Regions from separate parts of the Danio rerio genome. Here region 1 is linked to region 2. Evidence: chromatin contacts called from public Hi-C data. All regions are on one chromosome and are shown on one strand. Each heading gives the region's core, a stretch centred on a gene start, on an enhancer-like site or on the middle of the called end of the contact. The rest is flanking DNA. Distances are from core to core; before and after follow the strand shown.

Region 1 (7,301 bases), core at 1,025-3,524, 170 kb after region 2:
TCCTCAGCTTACAACTAATGGTCTTAAAGTGAAATGTTTTTTTTTTAATCGTGTAGTTAGAATGATAAACATTAAGGCTGGGTCGATAAATGATGTTATATCGAAGAACAATAAAATTTATGTCAATAACAATGATAAGCTCTGGACTTTTTCTACTCTATATTGATCTAAGAGCCAATCACAAAGGTGAAATGTACAACAATGGGAATCTAAAAGTGTGTTAATATTGTAGATACAGAATTTTCGGCCTCCGGATCCTCTAATTTTTGTGGCTTCAGTCATTGTTGGGGTAGCCTTCTCTTTTACATATGGAAGCGTTAACAATTATATCGAAATATATATCTTTATCATTCAATATGGAAAATAATTATGCGAGATTTTATTTTTTGGCACATTACCCGGCCCTAATAAACATTTTATTCATACTTAACCCAGAGCTTAAATGAGATGCATTCACTCGAGATGTCATTCTTTTTAATTCATTCTTTTTAATTCATTCTTTTTAATTCATTCAGATGTCATTCTTTTTAATTCATTACTTCCAGTGGTGTAAAGTTACAATTTACAAATACACAAATTACTGTCACTGAGTAGTTTTTCTTAAAAATTGTAATTTACTAAGTAGTTTTTATTAAAAATGTGTCCTTTTACTTTCCCTTGAGTACACTTTTAGTGCAGAATCCTGTCTATGAGGATTATAGGAAAATCAATCATGTGATTCCTGTCCAATCAAATCACACATAGAAAGTAAATTGCATCATACTTAAGACATGCAGCAAACTGTTTGGAGGCATAAAAAAATGTCCAAAAAGATACTTTACATGCACTGAACCAGAAAATGTTTAGACTGAATGTCACTGATGAGATGACGGATGTTTACTGTTTGATGACTAGGGCCAGACAGAGTCTGCGGAAGTTTGTAAAAACCACAGATTTATGCAGAATGATTTTGCGAGTATTATAACTAAAAACTTTACCAATTAGATCCACTTATTTGGTAAACAAAGTAAGTCTCTCATATAATGTATCTACTAAAAGACAATATTTTTTCAAACTGTACTGTAAATAAATCAAATGAACATTTTCATATTAGTTAGTAATATTATTGAAATTAATTTAAAAACTGATTAAATATAAATTTACTCATAATTACAGTAAATTAATAGACTCAATGATGGGCCAAAAATCTGAGTAAATATGCAGATTTCTGCGCACACAGATTCCATGTGGGTCTAATGATGACCTGAAAGGGCCTTTAACAATAACTAAATCCACTACAGAATGTTACGTTTACAAACACTCACACAAATTACATGTATATGCAGCAACTTTTTCCTGCATAATACACTTGAGTACTTTTAAAATGGCTACTTTTCACTCATACTTTAAATAATGTTTACAGTACAACAGATACTTTTACTTCTACTTAGGCTGTATTTTTGGCCAAGAAATGGTACTTTTACTAGAGTATGATTTTTCAGTACTCTTTCCACCACAGATAACCTCTTAAATTAGTGGCTTATTATGAATTTGTATGATCTCATTCATACATTTTAGTATGATCTCCCAATGAGGGGTAGGATTAAGGGCGGAGGCACAGTTTTTAAAATTGTATGTTTCTTTACTAAATAAATCATTAGTTTTTGTACAAATTAGCCATTTTTCTGACCATAGATAAAATAGTTACTCTCCTAGTGAGATCTTTCGCCTCAATTGAACTTTTACCACTTTTACTAATGTACAAAATGATACGCGATTGCTTCAAGTTAAGAATAAGTGATTAGCCAAATAAATGGTGGTTTTCTCCTTCATTCCATCTTGTTAAAATCAAATGATCTGTTTTTTTTAACACACTTACACTACACACTAGTTTTGAATAATATAAAAGCTTTCTTTTACTAGGAAACAACCCTGAAGAAAGCAGGCAAACAATATAACACCAAGCACAATACATCTGTTATTTTATAAGGGAAACAGAAGAGAATAACCTTAATCTTTTTTATGCAACCTCAAAACTTGCACAAAAGAAGGAACACGAGATGTATTGAATTCATAATAAGCAATTGTGTGGTTACAAAATTAAATAGGCTTAATTCTACCTGTAGTAGAAATGTGGCAAACCTCTCATTCCCTACTGAGACATAAACACACACACACACATACATGAATGTATGAGCACGTAAAGGGTTAAAGAGGGTTCCTGCTGTGCTCTCTGCTTCTGTGTCTCGGCCCATTACACTTGCCGGAGTACAGCAATATGCCGCCATCAATTACAGCCTGGCTGCACTGCCATCAATACAGAGAGCAGGAGAGAGCAGCGCCACAGCCACATAAACACGACAAACGGCCACATTAAAACCTCCACCTCACCTCTTTCACTCTCTCCCTCTCTCTCTCTCTCTCTGCATTGAACACTCTCACACACACACCTATTTTCTTGAGCTCAAGCCCCTCAAGCTCTTTTCTTTCTTGTTTTCTCCACAAGTGTATGTCTTTGTCTTCATCCCTCTCAGTCTGGCAAACAAAAGCTTTTTTTTCTATTCCCCTCATGAGCACTGTTGTGTTCTTTACTTATGGACCATATCCTTCAAAAAAATACAGCAATACCATCGTTGGATTGGTATATTAGGGCTCTATGACATTCATTTTATTTGTTCACCAAATTCAGTTTGGATTTTTTCGCTCCAAATTCTCTGTGAAAAAATAAACAATTTTTATGTTTGATTTAATGAAATTCTAAATAAATTTTTAAACAAAAATTATTATAAAAATAAATAGTAAAATAGTCTAATTGAAATATTAAATTAAGTATAATTTTACAATTGGATTTGTACAGCTTACCAAGGTATCTACTGTAATTTTTGTACAATGTATTTATTACTTTTTTCCAGTTTGTATATTACAACAGATTACAGCTACGGAATAATAATCATGTAGACACAGCAAACATTTTACACCCTATTTTCCCTCCCATCAACCTGCTCCTTAAAAAAAATATATATATTATGAAAAAAAAAACAAGAATAAAACAAGAACAACAACAAAAAAAGTTTTAATCAGGTAAAGAGTGTTTCCAAAGTCGTTTGGACCATGGTACTCCCTCATAGCTTGTTCTTGTTGTAGCAGACTGCCAACATTTACACTTGAAATCAGAATTATTAAACACCCTGAATTATTAGCCCCCCTTATTATTTTTTTCTCCAATTTCTGTCTAACAGAGAGATTTTTTTCAACACATTTCTAAACATAAGTTTTAATAACTTATTTACTGATTTATTTTATCTTTGCCATGATGACAGTAAATAATATTTGACTAGATATTTTTCAAGACACTTCTATACAGCTTAAAGTAACATTTAAAGGCTTAACTAGGTTAACTAGGCACATACGGGTAATTAGGCAAGTTATTGTATAACGATGGTTTGTTCCGTAGACCATCGAACAAAAAAATTGCCTAAAGGGGCTAATAATTTTGACCTTAAAATGGCTTTTGAAAAAATATATTTTTTTTAATTCTAGCCATAATAAAACAATTTTTTTTATGGAAATTACTGTGAAAAATTATTTGCTCTGTTAAACATATTTTGGGAAATATGATTTTGATATTGCTTCTATCCTGATAAGATCTATTTAGGAATATCATGGCTGCATTGATTTACACACTATTAATACTTCAATATTCTTTTAATTTTCCAGACCTACTGAAATACATGTATGTATTTGTGCACCTGTAAGCCCAATTCGTGTGTAAGCTGAACTGTACTTTCTTGTTTGTTTGTTTTTTTCTTTTTTGTTTTGTTATTTGTTTAAATGTTCTTGTCATTGTATCATCATTATTTTGCAAAGATGTTTTTTTTTAATAAAAGCAAAAACCTAACTAATGTCTACATACAAAAAATAAAAAAATAAATAAATAAAAATCAGAAATGAACAATTCTTTATGCATTTTGAGACGCAAGGTTTATAAATCTATTTCTCTTCTTGGTTTTACATTTGGCGAGTGTTTCCGTGTTTGCTCATTTCTCAAGTTTATAGCTTGCAAAAACGCTAATGCTATATTTTCATATAATGTATGCATAACTTTATTGATGTTAAATTAAATAACTCTGTGTTTTATCCACTGTTAAAAAAAGTAGTGTCGTATGTCAACCAGGACCACAAAACCAATTATAAGTGTCATTTGTTAGAAATCATATTAAATTTCACATCATCTGAATATATTCGCTTTCCATTGATGTATGGTTTGTTAGAATTGGACCGACTGGGGTTGTAAAAAAAGTAGATTCTTTAAAGAAAAATCACCTTTGAACTTGTCCAAATACATTTCTTAGCAATGCATAACAGAAATTTAAAAATATTTATACGTTTTTATATATTTACAGAAAGAAAGTTGCTAAATATCTATGCAACATCTTATCTCCTTAGACCTGCAACATAAGGTCACACATATGATTTGCTATTTAAATCTAAACAAATATAAACCCTGTCTATTCCCCACAGATTATTAAGAATTAATAAGATGTGGGCTAATCTTAAACATTAGTTTCGGACTGATCTATTTTTTGCAGTTTATAGTGAGCGGGAAATGTTTTATTAAAGTAGTCACAGACAATGTTGCAACATGTACAAGATAGAATATATTCATTTGTCTCTGCAATTATAGTAACCTACTGTCTCAACCATGATTCACAACTAAAAAAGTCAGTGGATGTTAAGTTGTAATGTGATTGGTTAAGAAAGGCACACATGATCCAAGTGTATGTTACACTTTCTTCAAAAGCAGAACAATGGACTCTTCCATCTCCCAAATTCAGACCATCTTTCATCTCTGGTAGTACATCACTGGTATGTACAAGTTCTAGTCTGATATAATACACTATAACAATATAAAATAAATAAATAAGTCCACATACTTCTTTACTATATAGTATGTAAAACATAATGAGATTCAAGTATGCCCAAACTCAGTCACAGTACTCGTGAAAGAGTAGGCACAAAGTACACAGATGGTGCTACATCTGCTGAGATTCTGAAGTGCGCATTCAGTGGACAATCTACTATCCTGTCCTGCGAGGGCACCATAGAGGATTTATGAATGGAAGTGAAGTGACCAGACTGACACAGGTTGGTCATGTGATAATTACAACTGTGGCACATCAGCAATAATGGTGGATGCAGTACTTCCAAATGTCCATTCATACTACACAAATTCATCAGCCAATTTGAATGTTATCACTCAATTGAATATGCATTATCAGTTGATAGATATGGGACAGTACGGGTCTTCTGCACCTACTACTAGGCTCAGAAGACTGTTATCATCTATCACATATGTCTGCGGCTGGAAGTTAATGAGAATTATTTATATTATTTATTAAGTTTCACATTAAGTGTATTTTATTAACGTCTACCTCTACCGCAAACCTAAACCCAACCGCCACAGTAATGTAAAAACAGATCTGGAGTCTTCTCTATTAGTATGGCTGATTAACCATGTGGATAGATGATAACAGCCTTCTGAGCCTACTAGTAGGTGCAGAAGGCCCCTACTGGCCCATATATATATATATATATATATATATATATATATATATATATATATATATATATATATATATATATATATATATATATATATATATATATATATATATATCAGCTGATAACAGCCCATTCAACTGAGTGATAACATTCGAAGCAGCTATATATTGTTTTATATGCTATATAAAACATCCTAACATTACTGAAGTTAGTTCAGAATTAAATCTAGCATCTATTCGGCCAGTGAAAGATTTCGGATGCACCAATGGTCTGGGAAACAGCGCAAATCTTTGCCTCATATTGTTGTTTTCATCAGAAGCTATTCTACTTGCATCTGAATTGCATAAATGTTTTAGGTACTCTATGATATAAATATTGCATATTTGTCAATTCTATTTTATTGAATAGTCTGAAAGTGTAAAGATTAAGTTATTTATTGTTAATTCGGAAAGCAGATTCTACTGTACAATTATACGTGAATATTTGGCAATTTTTAGTTAAACTTTTTTTTGATGGGCTGTCATAAAGATGTTTCTTTGTGATGCATAATATGTCTATTGGTTTTCTGAATAAAATGTTGGTGAAGTGGATCTCAGAGGAGCTTTCAAGATAAAATAAGCAACAAAACCGTTTTGAGTATCTGTGTGTATTTAATTTTCAAATAATCTTTTGTGACTCAATATTTAAAGACAGTATCCACATATGAATTTTATTTATAGTGCACAGCCTTACTTTACATTTATTCATCCAAAATTACTAGATGTTTGGATTCCACCTTGTAAAAAATCATATACTGCTAATATGCCATAAACCGTTTGTCTAGCCATAGCATATTCATCTCAAACCATCCTGTCATGGTCTACTCGCTGCACACAATCACAAGCACACACACCAGATCAATACGTAGATCGATACAAAACATTAAACTGACCAGTGCCATACTGGTGTTTGAGAAATCCAAAAACAAAATCAAAAACATTGGCCAAAAATGCAGCCAACCGGTTTAAACGGTTGATTTAAATAAAGCCTTAAACACCATTGTTTACTCGCTGTCATGTAACTAAAATTATGTGAGTGTAAAACCCCGGTGAAAAACAGGCCTAACAGAACACAATGCAGTAATGTTGCTCACAGAGCTATTTCTTAGCACATCCTCAACATTTGCATGTACTTTAGGTCACATTCTACCTCAGTCGGACTTGCATGAGCAGCTGCATTATCAGGAGATCAGCAGCCAAAACACAGACTGATATGTTGCTCACAGGATCATTCATAGGCACGCCCCAGGCTGCGTTTTGATTTTACACCAAAGATAATTTTCTTCCTTAAATTAAATTTATTAAAGTGTATGTAGGACTCTTTTTTTTCGAAAATGGGAGAAAAGCCAAAGCCAGCTGCACCAGTTAGTTTTTTATGCATTACTAAGCATCGACTCCACCAGCTCATCAAAATGTAAAATGCAGGATATACAGATTAAAAATGCATTCATCACCACCCGAAGCGAAATAAGGTGTGTTTAAATGTACCTTTTGTTAAGGTATTGTGAAATTTGCTGGATATGTTTGTAATATTAGGTAGCAAACACATTGCACACTGCAAAGCATCATGTTATCACTCAGGCTGTACTGTAATTTTTCTGAGGTAAAATAAAAGCGAAACACTTTATTATATCATCTGTTTATGCAGAGATAAATAATAATTCCTGGCTGTGTTTACATTTACATATAGCTTTAAAATACAACAAATCTCAGTTGGCTCTT
Region 2 (6,426 bases), core at 1,001-3,500:
TATACACAATATTAATTATTTTTCCACTGCACCATGACTTTATATACTATATACCGTAAAAGTATAGATATCGTCCTTAAGCAAAGTCAGACCTTACTGTCCTAACTAAAAATCAAGGCATGATCATATTTTATTTTGGTAAAATAAGCGTAATCTAGACGCTTTTGCCTATCATATAAGCCACTTTTGATACTAAATGATCAACTAGAAGTTAGGTTATTACAGTTTTTCTTGTTTGCTTTGACCTGGTCAAATAAACTCTGTTCCACTTCATTTTCATTATCACTATCCCAGCAGAGCAGAAGACAGGTCTTGCAAATGTGTAAACCCTTTCTCATTGAGTTGACACATTTTCCCGACCATTTTTCAAAACAGTTAACACAGTTGTCATTTAAGCAGTCCAAGCTCCATTGTTTTAGCTATGGTAACCAAACAGATACCATCAATTCCCAACAATTAGAAACTACCAAGATCAGTATGAATTCACTGAAGCACCGGTTGGACACTCCTTCACACAAATCTTCAATTAGCAATCAGACTGCAAACATTAAAAACGGTGGAAGGTCTGTGACAGCATGGATGGAGGAGGTCAATAATGGCTATGTCCTATACTCCCAATAGATTTGACTATTTTGATTTACATGTGTTTTCTCTAATATTTACAGAATTTATTAATTTTGTGTTTTTTTTTTTTTTTTTTTTTTTTACAGTATTTCAGTTTTCACTCACAATTCGAAAAATGTCGTCAATTCAATATAAATTTAATCAAAGCATTTCTTATTCTGGATCCAATTCTTAGCAAAAAGGCAGATTTGACAACCTAAATAGAAAGACAACAAATGGCATTGGCAATAGGCTACAATGGCAAGCAATGATGCACTGACTCACACTGAGTTCTGTATTTTGTTGTCCATTGTGTTATGATTAATTGAAAGAGCTCATATACTTGTTTGCAAGTTGTGTTGTGTGAAGGTAACACTAGCTTTTGTTGAATATTTTAAATGTTTTGACTCAATATGTGCATTTTTGCAAGCAAAATGTGTCATTTTGACCATGAGTGCCTCTGTTTAGGCCTGTGTATTAACCGTTTTGAAAATGTGGAGTTTCAGTTGACGGCTGCATCAAAGCAATCAAGAAAAACTGTATTTGTTGTTCCTAAAATTGGATAGACGGCAAGACTTTTGTCAGGTAGTGTGTTTGTGTGAGCCTGCCTTTGTATTCAGTATATGTGTGTTCATGGAGAGTGTGTGCCTGGCAGTCTGTATGCGTAAGTTTGCGCTTGTGTGTATAAGTGTGTGTTTGAGCCTATCTTTGTTTATATGCATGTGTTTGTGTCTCTGGTGATTGTGTGCGTGTTTGTGTCTGTGCTGTGTGTGTGTTTTCTGCATGTGTTTTGAATGTGTATGATTTGTTCATGGATTTGTGCCTGTGGTGTGTGTGCGAGTTTGTGTTTGTGGTGTGTGTTTGATTTTATGGTCTGTGGTGTGTGTATATGTGAGTTTGTGTCTGCCTGTCTGTGTTTGTCTATGTGTTTGTGCTGTTGTTTGTGTCTGTGATATGTGTGTTTGTAGTATGTGTTTGCATTTGTGTGTGTGTATATGTGTGAGTTTGTTTCACCTACATGTGTATATATGTGAGTGTGTGATGTTGTTTGTGTCTGAAGTGTGTGTTTGTGGTATGTGTATGCATTTGTGTGTGTTATTGATGTGTGTGTATGTGGTGTGTGTGTATATGAAATTATGTCTGAGGTGTGTCTGTCTGGTGTGCATGTGTTTGTGGTGTGTGTTTTTGTCTGTGGTGACTGTATGTGTGAGATTGTGTCATTATGTATCTACCTGTGTATATATGTGTGTGCGCTGTCATTTGTGTCTGTTTGTGAAGTTTGTACGCATTTGTGTTATTGATGGGTTTGTGTGTGTGTATGCGTTCATGTTTATTTCTTTAGTGCGTGTGCAGTTTTGTGGTGTGGTGTGTTTTTTTGTATGTGGTGTGTGTGTTTGTCTGGTTTGCATGCCTTTGTGTCTATGGTGTGTGTTTGTGTTGGTGTTTTTGCCTGAAGTGTGTGTGCATGTGTGTTTGTGTCTATGTGCACATTTGTGTCTGTGCTGGGTGTGTGTATTTGTGGTGTGTGTATATACATGCGCGTGTGTGTGTGTGTTTTATGGTCGTGGCTGATTAAGCTTGGCGCTGTCAGGAGTGGGTTTGTGTGTGTAATTAATGATGTGTCTCCTGCTCTCTCTCATGGTAAAGGCTAATAGGATTTCCCAGCCTCAGGCTAGAGCGAGGAGAGTCAGTGGCCACATGAGGAACTGTAGAGGAGAGGAGATTCGGGAGGTGATAGCAGAGGTGCAGCGCTGGGGCTTTGAGCAGGTGGAGTTCAGAGGTCGCACAGGATTCTGGATGGCCGTGCTGAGCTTCAGAGGAGAATCTGGCCTGTTGTGGGAATAAGCGAACATGTTAAAGCTCTAAAACCCCTGGAGAAAGAGACTGGTTTAAAAAAGTGCACACAGACAAATGTTATTTGTAATTTAGCATTTGATAAATCTAGTTTTGAGTTATTCTAGATTTAAAATATTTAATTAATAATGTAACTGTAAAGCGTTTTAATGTGCTACATAATCTAAATTAATATTTTTATTAATTTCTCAGTGAATATAGGTAATGTATTTTGGTGCATTTAAACAAAACAGATTTATCAAACAGATACATTTATTAAAATAATATTTTAGTCACCAAACATACTTAGAAATTGAAAGAAAATACAATTAAATTTAAGCAAAATATTGCAAAAAAAAATGCAAACTACAAAATTTCATCAAATTTTTTCTTTTTTTTTTTTGCTTGATTTTTCCTCTTTTTTTTTTTATTTGTATTTAATATTTGTCTATGACATAATTTTGGTCTACTGGGTTTTTTTTTTTACCGTTATCGCAAGTTATTTTGTTAAATAAGCTCCAGATTTGGCTTCAAGACTGAATAATGTTTATGAACAAATATAATATTGTATATCCTCCTATTAAAAATATGAATTTAAAAGATAGATTTGTGAGGGGTGTACTTGTATGCTGAGTATTTACATGTTTATATGTAATATTAAAAATTTACATATAATTAATTAATAAACTAAAGTTTATTTGAAACCAGACATTTAAATGGCTACATTGCTACATTATTTTGTTTTGTTTTAGTTGAGTGTTCTACCAACATGTATACATTTAGTTAATTGTATATATATTTTTAAATGTTATAATTTAATCAGATAATTACAATTATGTAAAAACTAATATATTTTCCAACATTTATAAATATTTAGAAATTTGCAATCCAGTTATTTTCTAAGCTTATTTGATTAATGATAGTAGTTAATTCATTATATTGTGTTTTTTTAGGAAAGTTTGCTGTTGATATTGTTTGTAAATGAACTTGTCATTTCATCCATTTGATATCAATCTTAAATGTGACATATGCTTAAAAATAAGTCATTGCAAAGGTATTTTATGTTACATTTTTTAGATTAGCTTAAAGTATCTAAATGGTTTGAGAAGTAAGTAGGGTGACATGGTGGCTCAGTGGTTAGCACTGTTGCCTCACTGCAAGAAGGTTGCTGGTTTGAGTCCCGGCTGTGTCAGTTGGCATTTCTGTGTGGAGTTTGCATGTTCTCTCTGTGTTGGTGTGGGTTTCCTCCGGGGGCTCCCGGTTTTCCCCACAAGTCCAAAGACATGTACTATAGGTGAATTGAATAAACTAAATTGACCGAGAGTGAGTGAGTGTGTATGGATGTTTCCCAGTACTGGGTTGCAGCTGGACGGGCATCCTCTGTGTAAAACATATGCCGGATATGTTGGCGGTTCATTCCACTGTGGCGAACCCTGATGAATAGGATTATAGAAACTATAAGCTGAAGGAAAATGAACGAATGGTTTGAGAAATAGAAATATAATTTATTATAATTACATTATTTATTTATTTTGTAATTACAATTTTTTTTTTAATCGGAAGTATAACATTGTAAACAAATAGGCTACAGCTTAAGTAGGGTAACACTGTAACCTTACAGCAAGTAGGTCGCTGGCTGGGCCAGTTGGCATTTCATTGGAGTTTGCATGTTCTCCCTGTGTTCCCGTGGGTTTTCATCAGGTGCTCCGGTTTCCTACCACAAGTCCATAGTCATGCGCTATAGGTGAATTGGATAAGCTAAATTGTATGTGGATGTCCTGGCCCCCTGGTTGGGGGGAGCGTTGCGCTAACGACCCACCTCTTAAAAATAGATGTTACGAAACTTCAACTTCGATATGTCCTTGAAGTAGGCTAATAAGTAAAGTTATGAGGCGGCACAGGGGTAAGTGGTTATTTGCCTAACATACTTCATGTGATTTTCCCCCATACAATGGCTACTCCACGCGTGGGTTTTCCCTAAACTAAATTGGACGAGCGTGACTGTTTCCCAGCACTGAGGATTGTAAATGGTTCATTCAACTGTGGAGACCCCTTGATAAAGCCGGAAATGGGCCGAAGGAAAGTGAGTTATATACACTCAGAAAAGAAAACATAACTCGATTTACATTGAATAGAAAACTTAACAGTATCACTAAAAATAGGTAAAGAAAACGCACAAACAGCCTACTTGACTGACACATTTTCTTAATGCAAAAAACTTCTAATTGTTCATTTTCCTCAAGTTTGCTCAAATAAAACTGTGCATGATTATGCTCAAACGTGTGACCTTCGAGAAGTCTTAAATCAAAACGAAAACGTGCAATCTTTAAAGAGAACAGAAAAGGTGACGAGCAAGTTAATGAAACCTCCGAGGAGGAAGAGAGGGAGAGAGAGAGACTGCAGTGAAAGAGTCTTTCTCGGGGGTTCCTGGGGCTGATTGTGTGCCGGGTGGAGGGTTGCATTGTGGGATGGCATGGGAGGGAGAGCGAGGTGTGAGAGAACGAGCAGGTGATTTATAACAACAACAGAAGGCTTCTCTCCCCTCCACCACCTCCTCTTTCCTCTCACTGAAGCAAAACAAGGAAATCCATTACAAAAAGCCTTGTGTGATAATGGACTCTGCTCTGTGTTATGCGTGTGTGTGTGTGTGTGTGTGTGTGTGTTTGGAAGACGACTGATATATCTGGGTTATAAAACTGTAAAGATTTTTTTCTAAGATATACTGTGTGTATACTCTATATGTTTGTGAAGCTCTTGGTTAAAACATGTATGTGTACTGGTTAAGTTCAAGTTCTGGTTAAGTTAAGTTCTGGTTAAGGGATCATGGCATTATTTATTTATTTATTTGTTTGTTGGTTTGTTTGTTTGTTTGTTTGGTTATGTCTTTCTGCTCACCAAGGCTGCATTTATTTGATCTGTATTTAACAACTGTAATATGATAATATGATGATATCTATAATATGATGAAAATGTATTTATTATTTGGAATATTGAATAACGTTAAAAAGGTATACATCTTATATCATATATAAATAATACTTAATTCTATACACTAAATTATTCAACTTTAAATTTACAGTAAATTACTGGCTAATAATTGCATTACTTTCACAGTAAGGTACTATATGTAAATTCACAGTAAATTACAGTAAGTACTTTATGAGAACATAATTATGTAGATATTTCTAAATATCAAGAAAAAAAAAGTGCCTGGACTAGCAGAAACGTTAATGTGTATTCATTTCTATGTTGAATAAAATAGTAATAGTGTTTGAATTCCTATAACTAAGGTCCAATAGATATAGCTAATTTTACAGTAATTGGCTGTAATCATTATGCCTGCTTTAATTTCACAATAAAATTCTGAATACGTAAAATTTAACAGTTAAATCCAGTAAAGTGACACTTAAAGTACAATAATGTTAAGAAGTCCTGGGAATTTATTACATTTTCATTTATCATTCATTTCTGTGATTGAAGGCTGGTTGTGTGTGTGTGTATGTATTTATATACTTCAGCTATATAAATATATATATACACACACACAAACACACACAGTTGAAGTTATAAGCCTGTATATATACAGTTTGATAACAATAATAATAATAAAAATAACTGAGCAGCAAATTTCTGAAGGATCATTCGACTCTGAAGACGGGCTTTATAAAATTGAAAATTCAGCTTCAAACCACAGAAATAAACTACATTTTAAACCACATTCATTAAGAAAACTGGTAATTTAAATTGTAAAAAAATATTTCACAAATTTACTATATTTTTGATCAAATAATTGTTGAACCTCCAATATAACCTTTACTGAACTTTGACTAGTTGTGTATGTGTATATTTTTCAGTCCCCAAGCTCCTGCTCGTCCCCGTCTCCTCCGTGAGATAAAGACCTCTATTCTGCCTCGACTACCGAGAGCCGGTGCTGGCAGACTCCAGGGAGCAAACATAGACAAGGAGGAGAAGTAAATAATAGAGGGATAT

Evidence for each region. A called contact is a pair of places that touch in the nucleus more often than the background predicts.
Region 1: a Hi-C map of embryo shows a contact between it and region 2, with 3 times the contacts expected there. The contact joins two enhancer-like sites. A contact is called at or near these places in 6 of 18 Hi-C or Micro-C datasets (caudal fin, embryo, hematopoietic stem cells and 2 more) and 1 of 4 datasets of contacts at active chromatin or transcription factors (caudal fin).

What each region holds. Positions count from the first base shown.
Region 1 is chr21:17,477,512-17,484,812 of GRCz12tu, forward strand. No RefSeq gene overlaps it. Among named protein-coding and RNA genes, the nearest start is that of mzt2b, 17 kb to the right of the region's middle. Within about 2 kb of position 2,275, at least 3 of the 62 cell types and tissues checked have an H3K27ac peak or open chromatin away from gene starts, as enhancers often do.
Region 2 is chr21:17,311,086-17,317,511 of GRCz12tu, forward strand. No RefSeq gene overlaps it. Among named protein-coding and RNA genes, the nearest start is that of lhx5, 24 kb to the right of the region's middle. Within about 2 kb of position 2,251, at least 9 of the 62 cell types and tissues checked have an H3K27ac peak or open chromatin away from gene starts, as enhancers often do.